Regions from separate parts of the Rattus norvegicus genome. Here region 1 is linked to region 2. A link is a contact called in public Hi-C data. All regions are on one chromosome and are shown on one strand. The core of a region is the stretch at or near the end of the contact, and the rest is flanking DNA. Distances in the headings are between cores, read along the strand shown. Region 1 overlaps Inpp5b (inositol polyphosphate-5-phosphatase B). Region 2 holds the start of Inpp5b (inositol polyphosphate-5-phosphatase B).

What was found. Hi-C and Micro-C count contacts between places; a contact is called where the count stands out from the background.
Region 1: a contact with region 2 is called in a Hi-C map of liver, with 2.6 times the contacts expected there. The contact joins the enhancer-like site here to the promoter of Inpp5b in region 2. A contact is called at or near these places in 3 of 12 Hi-C or Micro-C datasets (hepatocytes and liver).

The regions. Positions count from the first base shown.
Region 1 is chr5:142,315,898-142,322,078 of GRCr8, forward strand. Inpp5b (inositol polyphosphate-5-phosphatase B) reads left to right here. Exons shown (of 24, transcript NM_001100755.1): 8 at 3,740-3,845. Among named protein-coding and RNA genes, the nearest start is that of Mtf1, 28 kb to the right of the region's middle. Within about 2 kb of position 1,929, at least 1 of the 93 cell types and tissues checked has an H3K27ac peak or open chromatin away from gene starts, as enhancers often do. A contact at or near this core is called in liver, where this site is marked.
Region 2 is chr5:142,279,257-142,285,328 of GRCr8, forward strand. It overlaps Inpp5b (inositol polyphosphate-5-phosphatase B), which reads left to right and starts at 2,198. Exons shown (of 24, transcript NM_001100755.1): 1 at 2,198-2,247; 2 at 2,536-2,918; 3 at 3,266-3,360. The coding sequence starts at 2,862. It overlaps LOC120102976 (a long non-coding RNA gene), which reads right to left and starts at 2,231. Exons shown (of 3, transcript XR_005504990.2): 1 at 2,105-2,231; 2 at 1,681-1,786; 3 at 200-1,453.

The DNA.
Region 1 (6,181 bases), core at 679-3,178, 36 kb after region 2:
TCTCTATGTGGGTCCCTATGGGGATTGAACGCAGATTGTCAGCTTGGTGTCAAGAGCCTTTACCTACTGAGCCTTCTCACTGGACAGTGTAGCTCCATTTTTCTAGGCAAGGTCTTATTGAAGCTGATAGTTTCTCTGTGTTCAACTTGTCTGCCATTTTCTTTTTCTTTTTTCTATTTTTCGGAGCTGGGGACTGAACCCAGGGCCTTGCGCTTGCTAGGCAAGCGCTCCACCACTGAGCTAAATCCCCAACCCCTTGTCTGCCATTTTCTTAAGACAAGCCACGGAGTCTCACTCCTGGCCTGGCTTCCTTGTGCTCCCACTCACATTTATGAAGCAAGAGGCCCATGTGGAGGTGCTGGAGAGATGGCTTAGAGATTAAGAGCACTTGTTGCTCTTGCAGAGGACCTAGGTTCCGTATCCAGCACCCACATGGTGGCTCACAGCCATCCTGTAACTCTAGTTCCAGGGGATCTGTGCTGTCTTCTAATCTCCTCTGGCACCGGGCACACAGGTGGTGCACATACATACATGTAGGCAAGACCATCACGTACATAAATGAATAAATCAGGGAAAGAGAGACAGACAGACCGTGACTGACGGATCCATGTGTGCATGTATGTGAGTACACTAGGGCTAGGGAGATGGCTCAGTGGCTAAGAGCGTTTAAATCCCCAGCAGTCACTTAGAAAATAAAGAAAGGGGTTGGGGATTTAGCTCAGTGGTAGAGCGCTTGCCTAGGAAGCGCAAGGCCCTGGGTTCAGTCCCCAGCTCCGAAAAAAAGAATAGAAAAAAAAAAAAAGAAAATAAAGAAAAATTGAACTCCAAGGGCAAATGAATGAGGTTAGGAGCTGAGCAAGAGAACAGATAGGGAAGAGGTGCTTCGCTTTGGATCTTGCTAGGGCATGGGGTGGCAAAAGGGAGGACTGGCTTCCCAAACAAAGGAAGCAGTGAGACCCATCAGGTATCTACTGAAGGAGGTGAACGTGTACGATGCTGCCGGCTGTGCTAACTGGGCTGCATTTGGCCGTCCACATGCTTATCAGTTACCATAAGCAGCAGTTCATGGAAAATTAGAGACGAGGCTGGGCCCTAGAAGCCTGAGAGGAAGTTTGGGGCAGAAGATTGAAAAGACACAGGACAAGAGCAGAGGCTGGACAGAGATGAAGCTTTTTGTGGGGTTTTCGCCTCAGCTCCCAATTCTAAAATCTTGTATATTTTAGAACTTATTTTTTTCCCTTTGAGTCAGCGTTTCTCTGTGTAGCCCTGGCTGTCCTGGAACTCGCTTTGTAGGCCAGGCTGGCCATGAACTCAAGGGTCCACCTGTCTTTGCCGCCTGAGTGCTGGGATTAAATCGTGTGCCCCGTTTCTGTCAGAACAGCTTTACTTTTCTGTGAAAACAGTACAGAAAAAATGTCCTCACCACACATCAGTTTCCTGCATCACTGTTTTGCACTATTGATGACACATTTGTTAACAGTATGAGATCTGTGTAGATGGATGATGATATTTTATGTATGTGAGTGCACTGTCGCTGTCTTCAGCCACACCAGAAGAGGGCATCAGATCCCATTACAGATGGTTGTGAGACACCATGTGGTTGCTGGGAATTAAACTCAGGACCTCTGGAAGAGCAGTCAGTGCTCTTAACCACTGAGCCATCTCTCCAGCTCCAACAGATTATTATTAACCAAAGCGCACACTCAGATTTCCTTGGACTTTTACCCATAGTCCTGTCCAGGACCCCCATGACACTGAACTCTCATGTGTCCCCTTAGTTTCCTCTGATCTGTGGCAGTTTCTCAGTCTTGCCTTGCTTTCGATGACCTTTGGTGACAGCTCTCAGGACTACTTCTTTTTGTCCTTAAACAGGGACTCTGCAGGGGGGCAGGGAGCAGTCTGTCCGGCAGGGATGTAGGTCATCAACGTGACTTATCACAGTTGAACCTTGACCACTTAGCCGAGGAAGTGCCTGTCACATTTCTGTTCCACAGAGCTTTGGTTTTCCTTCTTTGCCGGCTTCATGGATTGGAAGGAAGTCACTCCGCACAGTTCACCCTAAGGAGTAGGGAGTTAGCTTCCTCTGTGAAAGAAAAGCTGCTACGTGAGTTATTTGGAATTCTCTTTGGGAGATTTATGTCTTCTCATTTGTTTTATCATCCCTTGATGATGATGGTGATGATGGTGGTGATGATGATGGTGATGATGATGGTGGTGGTGGTGGTGGTAGTGATGATGATGATAATGATTTTACATATTTTTAGCACTTTCCTATTTTCTAGCACTGTCAGGTACTTAAAGCTTACTTTCTGTGTTTCCTTTCTCAATCCTTAAATAGCAGTGCTTCTCAGGAGCCCACTATTGGAAGACAGTATTAGAACCTAAGGTCTCACATCAGGCATGCATGCTGCTCTTGTGTATTTTTGGTTCTCAGAGGACAGCAAAGGACTGTGTGTGGGGAGGGGGCCTGGGGATGGGGCACAAGTTTGTCCTTTGAGAAACGGTCTCATGTGTCCTACACTCAAATTCACTGTGTAGTTGAGAGTGACTTTGAACTTCTGGCCTCCCAGCCTCTATCTCCCTAACGGCAGGGTTGTTCTAAAAGACCACACACAGTCTACATGGTGCTGGGGAACTGAACCCAGGGCTTCATGCATGCTACACAAGCATTCTTGCAATTGAACAACATCGACATCCCTGTGTGAGTTTTAATTTAATGTTAATCATGTGTGTATGTGTGAGTATGTGACTCGTGTTTGTAGGGGACCTGGGAGGCCAGCGGCATAGCTGACGTTGGAGTTGCGGGTGGTTCTTTCTATATCCATAGCCACATGGCTCTTTCTAGCTCTCTTTCTTTGCTCGTCTGAACTCTCCTGTTTCAGTAGTGGGTCGCTTGGCTTACGTCACTCACCACCCCTTTCCTCGGTGCTCATGTGCAGTGGTTCCACAGAGGCTCATCTGTGCCCATCTTAACCGCAGTCGGAACTGGAGCACTGTGCATGTGGTTTCCCATTTGCCCCTAGGTTTACAAACTGGCTACTCATCTTTAGAGTTTTGTGGTTCACACTTTCCTTCCCTCCATCAGTGTAGTTGGATGCCTTTGTCACTTTCTCTATTCTACTCTAAGAGTCCCTGAGGTTGTTAAGTGATTCCCTTTATTTTTGATGGCGTTTGGAATCAAATCCAGGGCCTTGCACATCTTGCAAAGCATTCTGCCACTCAGTGGCATCCCCAACCCCTTAAGTTTTTGTTGTTTTTGTTTACTTTGTTTTTTGAATCTGGGTCTCACTGTGTAGCTCCAGCTGGTCTGGAACTCACTAAGTAGACCAGGCTAGCTTAGAGCTCACAAAGATCTGCCTGCCTTTGTGTTCCAAGTGCTGAGATTAAAGGCCTGTAGGTTGCCCTAGGGTTTTTGAGATTGGGTTTCATCATGTATTAGAGGTTGGCCTTGATGTGTACATGCAGATTCAGGTGAATGTGGAGGACACAGTTGTGTGTCTTCTGCAGTTGATGTCTGTAATCTGTGTTCCTAGCAGAGGGTGGAGTAGCTAAAACGGCTTTGTTTTCAGTGGCAAACCGTTCTTCGGTTGAACTACTGTTCCAGCTCCGTACATGTGACACTGCACAGTGTGGGCCTTTGCAGAGTTTCCAAGCAGGATGCACACTGCCAGGGACTTCTCAGCTATCATCCGAGAAGTGTGCTGTACTCAAACACACTACTTTATTTCCGTCTCTTTAGGTGGTTATAACGTTGACAGCTCGAGGCCAAATGGGAGAGGCCTGCTGCCTTTGGACCAAAGCTCTGGGGCCAGGTGTCCGGATAAACCAGAAAACTCTCTCACAAGGTAATGCAGCCCTCCCTCTGTTCATATCTCGTCCTAGTGAGACAGCCTTCATTAGAGGATCAGCCCCACCGTGTATACGTTATTTTAGGTAGCTGAAGCCTAAGATCTGTTCTAATGTATGGACACGGCAGACCTACTGTGTTTGCCAAGCTGCAGGCTCTCACAGGACTGCTGTGTGCATCAAAGTTTCATGCTTCACTGTTTTATGGCTAGGTCACAAGGAATTACATAAGGGGTGGAGACTCATCTCAGCAGTTAAGAGCACTGGCTGCCTTGACAGAAGACTCAAGGTTTCTTCCCAGTGGCCACATGGCTCCAGGGGATCTGATGCTCTTGTCTGGGAATTGCACTCCTGTGTGTGGACCCTTATGGACACACACATACTTAAAAACAATAAAATCAATCTTAAAAAAAAAAAAGGAAATGGGACTGCATAGGTTGGGTAGAGAAGATGGTTCAGTAGATAAAGTATTGACTCACAAACTTGAGGACCTAAGTTCAGTTCAGATGCCAAAAGCGCAGGTTAATTTTTCTTTTTTTAACATAAGGCAATAGCCAGGAACCCCTCTAGAACTTGAAAGCGCTCTAAGTCTGGTGTAGAGATTTAGAAAATGATCTGAAGAGGTACTTTGGCTGTGTGGAGCATTAGGTGTGCAATTGGGAGAACCAGATCTACATCCCAACACCCAAGTAACAGGAGAGCTGTTCAGCGGACACATGTTTGTAAACCATGTGCCAGGATTGGAGGATGAGGTCCTGAGGTATGGGACGGAAGGATCATTGGGACTTTCTGGCTTCTACCTTAGCTTTGCAGACAGGAGCCTCAGGTTCAGGGAAAAGGCTATTCTGATCTGACTGAAGGCTAGGCAGAGTGATGATGGAGGAGACACACACACACACAGACACACACACACACACACACACACACACACAGACACACACACACAGAGAGAGAGAGAGAGAGAGAGAGAGAGAGAGAGAGAGAGAGAGAGGGAGGGAGGAGGGGGTGGTGGTGGGGAAGAGGATGGAGAAATCATTAAACTTGGCGTAGAGGCAGGTGGATAACTGTGAATTCAAGGACAGCTAGGTCTACACACTGAGTTCCAGGCCATTCCTCCACCCAGCAAAACCCTGTTTAAAGCAAACAAACAAAAATATATGAGACTGAACATGTCTGATTTTACCTCACATTCTTTTCATACCTTTTGCCTTGAAAAGCTTATTGTTCTTCATTCACTCCTTCCTCTCCATGCATAATTGCATTCAGTGATTCTTTTCTGTCTCATGCCCTCAGGTTAGAAGCGGGCACCAAATACCCTGGCACTGGAGTCACAGATGGCTGTGAGCTACTGTGTCGGGGCTGGGAACTGAGCCTGGTTTTTCCACAAGAGCAACAAGTGCTCTTCACCACTGAACCATCTCTCCAGTCACCCTCCCCTACATCTCACTGTGTAGCCCTGGCTAGCCTAGAGTTTGATACATAGATAAGGATGGCCCTGCCTCTGCCTCCCTAGTACTGAGATTAACATGTGCCACTGGTGGCGGTTTAAATAAAAATGGCCCCTATAGGCACATAGGGAGTGGCTATTAGGACCTACGGCCCTGTTGGAGTAGGTGTGGTGTCATTGGAAGAAGTGTGTCACCAGGGATGGGCTTTAAGGTCTCAGATGCTCAGGCTTGGGCAGTGTGTCACTGTCTCTTCCTGCTGCCTCCAGATCTGGCTGTAGAACTCATAGTTACTTCTCGGCACCATGTCTGCCTGCATACTGCCATGCTGCCTGCCACGATGAAGATGGACTGAACCTCTGAAGCCAGGCCCAATTAAATGTTTGCCTTTATTAGAGCTGCCATGTCATAGTGTCTCTTCACAGCAATAAAATCCTAACTAAGGCAGTCATCATGCTATATAGTCTTACATAACCTTGATATGTAAATAACCGTGGTCCTTAGTTCTGTTGCTGTACAGAGACACCACGATCACAGCAACTCTTATAAAAGAGAGCATTTAATTGGGGTTACATACAGTTTCAGAGAATAAGTCTACTATCACTATATATACAGCATATATGCAGTATATAGTATATATGTGTGTGTATACACACACACACACACACACACACACACACACACACACACACACATTATATACACAACATGGTGGCATGCAGGCTCACACTGAGGCCGTTCTTGAGAGCTGCATCCTGATCCATAGGAATAGGAAGCTGGTATGGGCTTTTGAAATGTCAAAGCCACCTCCAATGAAATATTTCCTCCAATAAGGCCACACCTTCTAATCCTTCTAAACCTTCTGATAGGTCATTCCTTGGGAGCTATGC
Region 2 (6,072 bases), core at 948-3,447:
CCCAGTGGTGGGGGTGGGGGTCAGTGAGACAGTTTAGTAGGTAAAAATCACGTGCTGCCAAGCCCAATGGCCTGACTTTGATGATTCAATCCCTGTACCACACAGTGGGAGGAACCAACTCCTACAAGTGAGGAGTTTTGTGTGTGTGTGTGTGTGTGTGTGTGTGTGTGTGTGTGTAAGCAATAAATACACATAAACATTTAAAATTATTTTTTTTCTTTTCTTTTTTTTGGAGCTAGGGACCGAACCCAGGGCCTTGCGCTTGCTAGGCAAGCACTCTACCACTGAGCTAAATCCCCAACCCCTAAAATTATTTTTAAAACTTACAATGGCCGGCATTGAAAGCTTGAAACAGGAGAATTATGAGTTTGAGGCAAATCCTAGGCCAGCCTGGGTTAACGAATGAGTCCTTGTTTCAAAACAACGTCAATAAAGTCACAGTGGCCATCCGTTCTGCAGCACTGCCCCACCTGCTGTTCCTTTCCTTTGGGGAAAAGTTGAAAAGCAATTATGTTCAGTAAGCTAATCAGCTGGACGAGCATGTTCCGGGCTGGAGACGTGGCTTAGTCCTGGAGTGTTTGCTTGGCAGGTGTGAGGCCCTGGGTTCCTAGGTTCCATCCTCAGTACTGCTCAAAATAAATAAATGAAATTCTCAGAGCCACTATGCCAGAAATTGCACAAGAGTGTGAGGGCAAGGGTTGGGGATTTAGCTCAGTGGTAGAGCGCTTGCCTAGGAAGCGCAAGGCCCTGGGTTCGGTCCCCAGCTCTGAAAAAAAAGAAAAAAAAAAAAAAGAGTGTGAGGGCAAGACTCAGGCTGGTCCTCAGGGAACATCCAGCTCACTGAGATAGCCAGCAGTTGAGAGAGAACCATTCTAGACTCTTTAATCTGAGCTAGCTTCTTCTGTCCTGTCTTGAGCTGTATATAGTCTTAACCTAGAAGGGAACAATGGAGCCTGGAAGAGAATGGCTCCTTTCAGGGCAAGTGACCAACAGAATGTGGGAAAGGAATTTGAGAACAAAACCCACTCAGGACTGTCCAAAAGATCTGGGGGTTTCCATAAGAGAGATGGCTCCTTAGTTAAGAGCACTTATTGCTCTTTCTTGGGACCCAGTTCCCACCACACACAACAGGTAGCTCACAGCCTCCTGTAACCAGCCCCGAGGATCTAATGACCTCTGTCCTTCTTGGGCATACACACACACACACACACACACACACACACACACACACACACACACACAGTGCACATAAACTCATGTAAGCACACGCACACATACACATACATTTAAAAACAAACCGAGGCTGCTGGAGAGTGGCTCAGTGGTTAAGAGCACTGACTGCTCTTCCAGAGGTCCTGAGTTCACATGGTGGCTCACAACCATCTGTAATGAGATCCGATGTCCTCTTCTGGTGAGTCTGAAGACAGCTACAATGTGCTTATATATAATAAATCTTAAAAAAGATTAAAAATAAATGTTTACAAATGAACTGAATAGATCTTTAAAGAAATAAAGAGACGAGCCAAGAGGGCCACATCGCCCTTCGCTGTAGGACAAGAGTCCTCCACCCAGCCTGGTGGTAGTCATCACCGAGTTACAGATAAAGACTCCAAGACATTTCATGTTCTGTCTGTGAACAGAAGCGCTAGATGGGCCAGAAGAACATTTGCGAGTTCCTACCTGGAAAAATGACACAGGAATTAGAGTTGGACTTCCCTCTGGGCATGCAACACTTACTGGCTGCAGGCTTTGTCAGTTTGGCCTCTCTGTTCCTTAGTTTCTCCACCTGGGAAGAGGAGAAGGTGACTTACATCACGTCAGGGCAGGGTAATTAATTGGAAATGTTTCAGGAAAATAGAAAGTTGTCCCTTTCTGAATGTGAAGAATTGAGGATGAAATTAACTCGAAAATAAAAGTTATTATTTTTTTCCGTTAGGGTAACATGACCACCTTCCTTCTGCCTTGGACAGGGGTCTTGGCCCTTTGATTTGGTGGGCTGAGAAAGGCGTTCCTCACGCCTTTCCAGAATTGGGACGCCTGAGTATGCTTGAATACAGACTCTAGAGTCCAGAAACTTAAATAGGGTCAGGGCGGAGAGCCCCACCTACTCGCCTAGGATCGACTGGGGCATGCTGGGACTTGCAGGCTGGCTGTCCGTCCTGTGACGCCAGGGCCGCTGGGAAATGTAGTCCCTGATCTGGCCTGGGACGTCGGTGTCCTGCAGGCCTACCGGTGACAGCTCAGGAGGTAGGCTGCAAAGACAAGGGTCTGAAATGGGTGCAGAGTGGGAGGGAGTCTGCAAGCTGGTTGCTGGGGTCCCTGTCCTGTGGGTGCCAGAATGGACACTCCTAATCTGCTGCTGATGCAACGGGCCTGTTGGGTGGGGTGAGGGGCAAGGAGCAACGGGACACTTCCAGGCTCCAAGGAAAGAGCAGTGGGGCTGGGTTATTTCTCCAGTATAAGTCGCTCCTAGATGAGACTAAGGCGAAGTCTTTCTCCCCATCCCTATTTGGACACACCACCAACCTTTCCAAGAGAAGAGCCAGACGGACCATAACTGCTCCCTGAAGAGGGCATCAGAGATATACCCAGAAGCAAGGAGACGGGCAAGCATACTGAACCCCACTGGGAACATCTGGGGCAACATCCAGCAAGGAGCAGAGAGGTGGAAACCCATTTTCTGGAAACGTTGAGAGGCCCATTGTAGGAAAGAGGGGGAAGGACCGGAAGGAGAAGCAAGACGACCAGGCTCTCTCTTTTCCCTCCACAAACGCCTCCTCCATCCCCGCAGTGCCGTGAAGCAGCTCTAATACAGCATGGGAGGTTCCCAACTTCTCTATCCCAGGGTTTGACAGATCAGCATGGACCAGTCTGTGGCAATCCAGGAGACCCTGGTTGAGGGGGAATACTGCGTCATCATATCCTTCCCAGCTGTAGGCTGCCGTCCAGCTCATGCCTGCTTTAGCCTTGGGAGGTGGGATGGAGGGTATGGAAATTTTTCTCTCTAAGCCATATGGGAAAAGGTAAACCAATATTTACCAAGTATTCACTTGGCTCTGGTCTCTCTCTACCAGGTGCTTTAAATATGTAGCTATTTTCTCAACCAGCTGCGAAGTTGGGGACTATTATACCCATTTTGCAGATGAGGAAAGCTCGGAGAGGTGAAGTCATTTGCCAGTAGGAGCGGGGAAAGGCAGCGTGGTGGAGTGGGCCGATGGGGAGGTTCCATTCTTGCCTTTCAGTTTCCCTTCACTCTGAGCAGCAGGCAGTACAAGGTGTGCTGTGTAAGGGAGACAGCAGGCAGAGTCGCCTGCTCGGGCTGGTGCGATACCGGCTGGAAAATGACGTCCAGGAGCATGCGTAAGTAGGGCTCAGACTGCCTGTGTGGGCCATGGGTTGTTCTTCAGTATCCTCCAACTCGACTTCAGTCATTCCATCTGACTCTCCTAGACTGATTAACACAATGACAGTGTTCTTGGAACACCGTGTTCTAAACCTTTTATAATCAGCAAGATATGATATGGAGAAGAGGAAGGTATCACACTTGGCCCGATTTTGGGCTCCTGTGAGTGCCTGAGTTTAAATCCAGATGTTGTGATCCTATGCAAATTGTTCTTCATAGCTCTGTTTATCTAGAGTAAAGTTCAGAGGGTTGAACTAGGAATGAGTGATTGCACCAGGAATCCCAGCCCTCTGGAAGCTGAGGGAGGACTGTGACAAATTCCAGGCCATCCTGGGATACATAGTGAGTTCTAAGCTAGCCTAGGCTAACAGTGAGACCCTACCTCAGGGATGGGGTTGAAGAGATGGCTCAGTGGTTGGAATGCATACTGCTTCTGCAGATGGCCCGAGTTTGGTTCTCACCACCCACCTCCAGTGGCTTACAATCTCTGTGACTCCAATTTCAAGGGATCTGAACCCGTGCGTGCGTGTGTGTGTGTGTGTGTGTGTGTGTGTGTGTGTGTGTGTGTGTTTGTCCTTGTCCTCAAGCGCAGGGGCCGGGGGGGGGGGAGGGGGAGCTGGAAATGGGTCCATTAGCGAAGGAAGTGCCTGCCACACAAGCATGAGGACTTGAGTTTGAGTTTAGATTCCTAGAACCCGTGTTAAAAGCAGAGGTGTGGAGAGATGGCTAGGTGGTTGGGAACACTTGTTCTTGTAGAGAATTCAGTTCCCTGAACTCACACTGGATGGTTCACAGCCACCTGTAACTCCAGTCCCACGAGTTCAGATAGTCTCCTCTGGTCTGGTACACTTGAGGCGCATGCAGGCACACACACACACACTCACACACACTCACACACGTACACATTCACACACACCTTCACACACTCATACACAAATTCACACACTCACACTCACACACACATTTATTCATGCTTACATCCATCATATACTCACCAGAGCCCCATGTCCACATGGCTTCTCTTGTTTTTACATAGATGATACTCTGTTGCAGGTCCTGACTGAGCTCTTTTCCTATCTCTCTCTCTCTCTCTCTCTCTCTCTCTCTCTCTCTCTCTCTCTCTCACACACACACACACACACACACACACACACAAAGGATTTTAAAGATTTATTATATATAAGTACACTATAGCTGTCTTCAGATACTAGAAGAGGGCATCAGATCCCATTACAGATGGTTGGGAGCCACCAGGTGGTTGGTGGGAATTGAACTCAGGACTTCAGGAAGAACAGTCAGTGCTCTTAACAACTGAGCCATCTCTCCAGCCCCATAAAGTAATTCTTTTTTTCCCCTCCATCTTTATTAACTTGGGTATTTCTTATTTACATTTCAATTGTTATTCCCTTTCCCGGTTTCTGGGCCAACATCCCCCTAGCCCCTCCCCCTCCTCTTCTATATGGTTGTTCCCCTCCCCATCCTCCCCCCATTACCGCCCTCCCCCCAACAATCACATTCACTGGGGGGTTCAGTCTTGGCAGGACCAAGGGCTTCCCTTTCCACTGGTGCTCTTACTAGGCTATTCGTTGCTAACTATGCAGTTAGAGCCCAGGGTCAGTCCAAGTATAGTCTTTGGGTAGTGGCTTAGTCCCTGGAAGCTCTGGTTGGTTGGCATTGTTGTTCACCATGAAGTAATTCTTTTTTTTTTTTTTTTTTTTTTTTTTTGGTTCTTTTTTTCCGGAGCTGGGGACCGAACCCAGGGCCTTGCGCTTCCTAGGTAAGCGCTCTACCACTGAGCTAAATCCCCAGCCCCGAAGTAATTCTTAAAGAAGCTAGAGAAGGTAGAGAGAGACAGGGTGGATCCCTGAAGCTCATGTGCTAAATGATAGCACATAAATTCTAGCTGAAAGGGGTTGGGGATTTAGCTCAATGGTAGAGCGCTTGCCTAGGAAGCGCAAGGCCCTGGGTTCGGTCCCCAGCTCCGAAAAAAAGAACCAAAAAAAAAAAAAAAATTCTAGCTGAAAGACTATCTCAAAAAATAAAAGTGCAGGGACTGGAGAGATGGCTTGGAGGTGAAAAGCACTTGTTGCTTTTGTAGAGGACCTGGCACCTACATGGTCACTTACAGACATGAATAACTCCAGTTCCAGGGAATCTGACACCCTCGTCTGACCTCCGCCAAAGCCAGTAGGCACAGAGATGGTACACATACACATATGGAATCAAAACATTCACACACATAAAATAAAGAAGTCTAAAATCTAAAATAAAAACCAATTAATTTTTTTAAAAAAAAAAGGGGAGTAACTGAGGAAAAATACTTGAAGTCAACCTGTAGCTTCTACATGCACGTGTATATGACCACCCATAGGCATGTGTGTACACATCTACACTAACAAGCACATATGCCATACATACACAATGAGATTTTAACAGACTTAATTCATTTATTTTTCTTGTATAAAAACCCTTATGTGGTAGCCACAGCTGGAGCCTGAGTCTTCTTTTTTTTTTTTTTGGTTCTTTTTTTCGGAGCTGGGGCTGAGTCTTCTGAACAGAGACTCTGGTGTGGGTTTTCACAAGGTGGTCAGTGAATTCCTGATAAGGGGACTTGGTGAACACAGTCTCTTTCCAGAGGTCAGGGGTCAAGTAGCTATAGTTCTTGGAGA